Linked DNA regions of Sus scrofa: region 2 is linked to region 1. Evidence: chromatin contacts called from public HiChIP or PLAC-seq data. All regions are on one chromosome and are shown on one strand. The core of a region is the stretch at or near the end of the contact, and the rest is flanking DNA. Distances in the headings are between cores, read along the strand shown. Region 1 holds the start of SP7 (transcription factor Sp7). Region 2 overlaps SP1 (transcription factor Sp1).

Region 1 (3,695 bases), core at 675-3,174:
CCCACTGATCAAGGCCAGGGTTTGAACCTACAACCTCATAGTTCCTAATCAGATTTGTTCCCCCTGCGCCATGCTGGGAACTCCAAAAACGCCTATTCTTCATTTTTGGCTGCATCAATCAGAAGTTCCAGGGCTGGGGATCAAACCCATGTCACAGCAGCAACCTGAGCTGCAGCAGTGACAACACCAGATCCTTAACTCACTGAGCCTTGAGGGAACCCCTAAAATGGCTATCCTTAATAAAGGCCACTTAAAAAAAAAATGGGATTCAACAAATGGTAGAGATTCTTAGTATTTTGGCTGCTTTTATCTCTAAAGTTCTAGGGTTGTGAGATCCTTTCTTGGAAAGAAAATCAGGTTTCTTGGAGCGGGGGAGGGCAGGGGGAGAGGGTTCAGACTTGCAAAGAGGAAAACTAAAGATGCAAAGAGATAGGCAGAGGAGTTCCCATCATGGCTTAGAGGTTAACGAATCTGACTAGGAACCATGAGGTTGTGGGTTCGATCCCTGGCCTTGCTCAGTGGGTTAAAAGAATCCGGCGTTGCTGTGAGCTGTGGTATAGGTCGCAGATGCGGCTCAGATCTGGCGTTGCTGTGGCTGTGGCGTAGGCTGGTGGCTACAGCTCTGATTAGACCCCTAACCTGGGAACCTCCATATGCCGCGGGAGCGGCCCAAACAATGGCAAAAAGACAAAAAGACAAAAAAAAAAAAAAAAAAAAAGAGAGCGAGAGATAGGCAGATAGGCATTAGGCACCCCTGCAAGGTGGTGATAAAGCAGAGGTGGTCTCCAAGGGTCCTAACAACAGGCCAGCCAGGGTTACATTTCAGGTAAAGACCGAAAAACGGACATTGATTATCTCCTCTTACCTCCCAGGCACTGTGGGGTCCCCAGAAAGACAAATGTTTATAAAACACAACAACCTTTGCTCTCAAGTGGTCCATAGGCTTAAATTAGGAAGCTTCTCTTCTCCAAAGCCGGGTCCGTGGTGTCCATATCCAGTGATGCTTAGTACACAGGGAAGCAAAGCAGGGGGACTTAAAAAAAAGAAAAGAAAATATTTTTGTACACACAATCTTCTCAGAGCTCAGAATCTTTAAAGGTCTTAACGCCATCCAGCTCAGCTCAGTATGTTCTGCAAATGGGAAGGGATTCCAGAGAAAAGTTCTTGGAGGGAAGGGCAGTGTGCAAATAGCTTCTAGACTTTTTCAGGTAACACCTTCTTAGATCCGGGACCCTGAAAGAAGAGGGAGCAAAGCTTCGAAGTACCACCAGGTGGCAGGAGTGAGCTACCCAACCGCTGCGCCAATGAACCTGCTCTCCAGAGCATGTTCTTGGGGCCAGAGGGTTGGCACGTTTTGAAGGTAACAATGGCAAAGCTGCCAGCGCTGAGGCAAGGGCTGGGGCGGGAAGAAGCCTCAGAGGGTTATGGTATTAATTCTGCACCTTTCCCCAGTCTTGACTCAGAGAAGGCAAGACCTTTGTCAAAGTTCCAAAAGTATCCAGACTGCCAGGCCGGAATTCAGCAAGCAAGGGTCTATTTTCTGCCCCACGCACCTGCCTATCAGCCTTTCACGGACATTTCCTGAGCATCTACTGTGCCAGGTATGTGCCAGAAGTGTCCAAAATAGCATTTAACAAGAAGTGTGCAATCTGGTGGAAGAGAGCCTGGTAAACAGCCATGCTTTTATGACATAGAGGCTGTTTGGAGTAGTAAAATGCACTGTCTTGAAAGTTAGACTAAGGTGTGAATTCAAGCTCCGCCACTTGCTATATGTGCAAATTCTGTAGGCCTCAACTTCCTTGTCTAAAAAATGGGGGTAAACAACTCTCATAGAAGATGAAAAAAAAAATTACATAAAAACTTACTGCCTAGGAGTTCCCATCGTGGCTCAGCAGAAAATCCAACTATGAACCATGAGTTTGTGGGTTCAATCCCTGGCCTTGCTCAGCAGGTTAAGGATCCAGCATTGCTGTGGCTAGAGCGCAGATCTGACCCCTAGCCTGGGAACCTCTATATGCAGTGGGTGTGGCCCTAAAAGCAAAAAAAAAACTTACTTCCTAAAAGGAAGAGAAAGACAAATATCACATGATACCGCTTATATATGAGATCTAAAAAAAAATGATACAAATGAACTTATTTGCAAAACAGAAACAGACTCATAGACATAGTAAACAAATTTATGGTTACCAAAGGGCAGAGGGAAGAGGAAGGAATAAATTAGAAGTTTGGGATTAGCAGACACAAACTACCGTATATAAAATAGATAAATAAGATCCTACTGTATAGAACAGGGAGCTATATTCAATATATTGTAATAAACTATAATGGAAAAAATATATATCTGAATCACTGCTAGCTAACCAGAAACTAACACAACATTGTAAATCAACCATAGTTCAATTTAAAAAGATAAAAATAGGGAGTGCCTGGAGTTCCCTTCGTGGCGTGGTGGTTAACGAATCTGACTAGGAACCATGAGGTTGCAGGTTCAATACCTGGCCTTGCCAGGTTAAGGATCCGGCGTTGCCTTGAGCTGTGGTGTAGGTCCAAGACGCAGCTCAGATCCTGAGCTGCTATGGCTGTGGTGTAGGCCAGTGACTACAGCTCCGATTCGACCCCTAGCCTGGGAACCTCCATATGCCGAGGGAGTGGCCCTAGAAAAGACAAAAAAAAAAAAAAAAAAAAAAATAGGGAGTTCCCATTGTGGCTCAGCGTTAACAAATTGGACTAGTAACTGTGAGGATTCGGGTTCAAACCCTGGCCTCATTCAGTGGGTTAAGGATCCGGCGTTGCCATGAGCTGTGGTGCAGGTTGCAAATGCAGCTTGGATCTTGAGTGGCTATGGCTGTGAAGCAGGCGGGCAGGTGGAGCTCCAATTTGACGCCCAGCCTGGGATTAAATTTAATATGCTGCAGGTGCAGCCCTAAAAGGTAAAAAAAAAAAAGTGTTCTGTGAAAGAAAGTAAAATGATTATACTTATGGCACAATTAAATTCTGCAGGCAAATTAAACACAACAGAGATTGAACCCACAAAACAAGTGTGTATATATTCAGGGACAAATAAACACATTAGAGTGGTGCTTTTAGGGAGGAGAGGAAGGGCTTAGGGATGAAGAGGGGGAAAAAAAACTAGAGAGGGGTCTTTTATGAACTCAAATGATGACAGTATAAACCTAAAACAAAAGCCAGTATTTTACCAGCAAAATGGGTTTCTTATAGAAGAGCAAAGAATTGCAGTGGTGGACAGGCAATCTATGGTAAACCACAGTCCAGAGAAGAAAGAAGAGGCTCCCTCTTTTATAAAGAAGGGACAGTTGAGAGGGGCTTTACAAACAGTCTATTGAGGGAACCTGGGAGTTCAAAGTGCAGGGGCTTTTCTTTCTTTTTTTTTTTTTGGTCTTTTTGTCTCTTTAGGGTCCCATCTCCGGCATATGGAGGTTCCCGGGGTCAAATTGGAGCTGTAGCCACCGGCCTACACCACAGCCACAGCAACACCAGATCTGAGTCATGTCTGCGACCTACACCACAGCTCACAGCAACGCCAGATCCTTAACCCACTGAACAAGGCCAGGGATCAAACCTGCAACCTCATGATTCCTAGTCAGATTTGTTAACCACTATGCCACAACGGGAACTCCTTCCCAGCTCCATTTTGGATGAGATTTCTCTTTATTAATTTTCACAACAGAATACTG
Region 2 (3,695 bases), core at 383-2,882, 38 kb after region 1:
TGTGGGTTTGTTGTAAATAGCTTTTATTATGTTAAGGTATGTTCCTACTTTCTTTTGTTAGAACTTTTCTCAAGTCTGAAAATAATGTTTTTGACCTAGTTCAGTTAAATTTGTAACTTAAGACAAATAGTAGGGAAAAAAGAAGCAAAAGGCATGGTTAATTATCCTCTTTATAAACTTAGTTATGAATCAGAATTTGTTGTAACCAGATCAGTTAATTTGAATTTAATCTGTAATTAAATGAATTGTAAATGATATGATCAGTACATTAGAAAGGAAGGAGCAAAATGACAAAGGAATCCGACACATAAGTATTCGCTGTTGAAAACATGAAAGTCAGCTGTGTCATTGGGGTGGAGGGGTATTACTCTCCCTTCTTTCTTTTTTTTTCCCTACAATCAGGAAGATGTGATCTATTTCCCTGACCGTTCCTTTCTTTTTTGTTTTTTTTTGGTCTTTTTAGGGCTGCACCCAAGGCATATGGAGGTTCCCAGGCTAGGGGTCAAATCAGAGCTGTAGCTGCTGGCCTACACCACAGCCACAGCAAGGCCAGATCCTTAACCCACTGAGTGAGGCCAGGGATCGGAACTTTAGTCCTTATGGATGCTAGTCAGATTTGTTTCCACTGAGCCACGATGGGGACTCCTCCCTTCTTGTTTTTTTTTCTGATGTGTTTGAGACTTTATTTATTTATTTATTTGCTTTTTAGGGCCGCACGTGCAGCATATGGAAGTTCCCAGGCTAGGGGTAGAATCAGAGCTGGGAACTCGCAACAATGGGCCATAATCTTATTTTTACTGAATACTATAAAAATCTTTTCCATAAATAATGATAAGTATACATCTGCATCATCACTTTAAATGATTGGGAATTCCATAGTATGTTTGAACTAGGGTATACTTAACCCTACTAATGGTACTTTTTTTTTTCCTCTTCAGTGTTATAAGCAATGCTTTGGTGAACATCCTTGTTCATACTTTTTAGATTAAAATTCTGTAAGTGAATAATTCTACTCCTGAGTGTATTTTTCCTTTTTTCAGGGCTGCTCCTGCAGCATAGAGAAGTTTCCAGGCTAGGAATCAAATAGGAGCTACAGCTGTCAGCCAGTGCCACAGCCACAGCAACACAGGATCCAGGCCACTTCTGTGATCTTTACCACAGCTTATGGCACACCAGATCCTTAACCCACTGAGCAAGGCCAGGGATTGAACCTGTATCCTCATGGTTACTAGTGAGATTTTTTTCTACTGAGCCATGGTGGGAACTCCTTAGGTGTATTTCTAAGAGAAATGAAAACATATGTCCATGCAGAATCTTATACACAGATGTTTGTAGCAGCACAATTCATAATAGCCAAAAGGTGGAAGTAACCTAAATGTCCAATAGATAAACAAAAGTGATATATCCATTTCATAAAAAGAAATGAAGTAGTGGTACATCCTACAGTATGAGTGAACCTGGAAAACCTTCTGCTAAGTTAAAGAAACCAGACCAAAAAAGGTCACATATTGTATGATTCTATTTACATGTTATACCTAAAATAGGAAGATCCATATAGTAGTGGTTGCCAGGAAGTGGAGTGAGGGGAGAATGAGGAGTGATTCTTTAATGGGTATAGGAGTTTTTCAGAGGTGATGAAAGTTTTGAAAATAGAGGGAAGTGGTAGTTGCCCAATACTGTGAAGGCACTGAGTGCCAATGAATTGTGTACTTTAAAATAGGTTTTTGAGGAGTTCCCATTGTGGCTCAGTAATAGCAAACCTGACTGGTATCTATGAGGATTGGGGTTCAATTCCTGGTCCTGCTTAGTGGGTTATGGATCCGGTGTTGTCATGAGCTGTGGTGTGGTTTTTATACCTTTGTGTTTTGATATTTACAACTAAACTGGATTTCAAAAAGCTAGCAATTTATTCTTCCATTGATATTAATCTTTACCAATATGATGTGGAAAAAAGATTCTTGGTTTAATTAGCCTTGTCTGATTATTAGAGAATTAAATATCTTTTTTAAATTTGCTTTTGTTTTCTCTTGTGAGTTGCCTGTTTTTATTTTATTATTTTTGATACTTTGTTTTATTATCTTTTCCTTTATGAAACTTTTAATATTTTCCCTCATTACTACTTGAAAATTTTTTTCCTGATTATCCTCATATTCTTACAGATGAATTGGACACATTTTGTCAGTTTCCCTAGTAAATTTTTCTGGAATTATTTTTTGGGTTTTTTTGGCGGTTCCCATGGCATGTGGAAATTCCTAGACCAGAGATCGAACTCACGCCACAACAGTGACCTGAGCCACTGCAGTGACACAGCCGGATCCAAGGGAGCTCCTGGAATTTTAATTTTGATTGACTCCTACTGTATTTGCATTATTTTCTTATTGATCCTACGCATTTCTTGCTAAGTTTAAACTTAGTATTTTATAGTTTTTGTTGCTATTGCAAATAGAATCTTTTTTCCATTTTATTTCTTTTTTTTAAAATATGTATATTATAGTTTTCTTCCATTTTACTTCTAACTGGCTCTTATTTGTATGTAGGAAACCTATCGACTTACGTGCATTAGTTCTTTTTTTTTTTTCTTTTGGCTGCACCCGCAGCATATGGAAATTCCTGGGCCAGGGATCAGATCTGAACTGAAGCTGGGACCTCTGCTACTGCTGTAGCAATACTGTATTCTTAACCCATTGTGCCACAGCAGGAACTCCATGCAGTAATTTTTATAGTGGCTGTCTTAACTGTCTTAACATTCATTGCATAATCAATATTAAAAGAATAGGAAACCAACAGATAAACTATTTACAAAACAAAAACAAAAAAAGAACAGAAATCTCAAAATACATTAAATACATTGCATATATTTGAATTTGTCATTACCATATTAAGGCAAAAGTTGAAGGAAACCAGTTTAGGGAAAAGAGTACGCAGATGCATAGATGAGCACCTTTATATTTTCATGGCATAACATTTCCATCTTTTATCCTTTTATCATATTGTTGTTGGCAGTTTAAAGCTATGGTGTTTCATAATACTAGATATAAATGGGAGTATCCGCTTTTAGTATTTATCTATAATCTGAACAAATTCTGACAATGGGAAGTCTAGTTTTTATATTAAAAAGTTACCTTGGAGGAGTTCCCACTGTGGCGCAGCAGAAACGAATCCTTCTAGTGTCCGTGAGGATCCAGGTTTGATTCCTGGCCTTACTCAGAGGGTTAAGGATCCGGTGTTGCAGTGAGCTGCAGTGTAGGTCACAGAGGTGGTTCGGATCCTGCATTGCTGTGGCTGGGAACTTCAACCCTTAGCCTGGGAACTTCCATGTGCCCTGTGGGTGCAACCCTAAAAAAAAAAAAAGTTACCTTGGAGTTTATGCTTAGGGAGGAGTTAAAATATCAGATTACTGTATCAGATTATGTAATTGTACTAGGGGCATTACTCATGCATAAATTTAGAGAACCCTGTTATTAAAAGATACCCAACATGTAAGTGCCTATTTAACATGATCACATCAGGGATCTCAGGCTAGTATGGATCTGAAGAGTTACTTTTTTTATATATATTTAAGGCTGCACCCAAGGCATATGGAGGTTCCCAGGCAAGGGGTCCAGTTGGAGCTACAGTTGCCGGCCTTTGCCACAGCAACACAGTATCCGAGCCGCATCTGTGACCTACACTACAGCTCATGGCAACACCAGATC

Evidence for each region. HiChIP or PLAC-seq counts read pairs in DNA pulled down with a chosen protein or histone mark.
Region 2: an H3K27ac HiChIP or PLAC-seq map of alveolar macrophages shows a contact between it and region 1. The contact joins the enhancer-like site here to the promoter of SP7 in region 1. A contact is called at or near these places in 8 of 47 Hi-C or Micro-C datasets (embryonic fibroblasts, epiblast stem cells, liver and 4 more) and 2 of 2 datasets of contacts at active chromatin or transcription factors (alveolar macrophages and skeletal muscle).

The regions. Positions count from the first base shown.
Region 1 is chr5:18,564,744-18,568,438 of Sscrofa11.1, forward strand. SP7 (transcription factor Sp7) reads right to left here and starts at 1,925. Exons shown (of 5, transcript XM_021091715.1): 1 at 1,866-1,925; 2 at 920-1,033.
Region 2 is chr5:18,602,744-18,606,438 of Sscrofa11.1, forward strand. All of the region lies in intron 3 of SP1 (transcription factor Sp1), which reads left to right. Among named protein-coding and RNA genes, the nearest start is that of SP1, 16 kb to the left of the region's middle. Within about 2 kb of position 1,633, at least 1 of the 83 cell types and tissues checked has an H3K27ac peak or open chromatin away from gene starts, as enhancers often do. A contact at or near this core is called in alveolar macrophages, where this site is marked.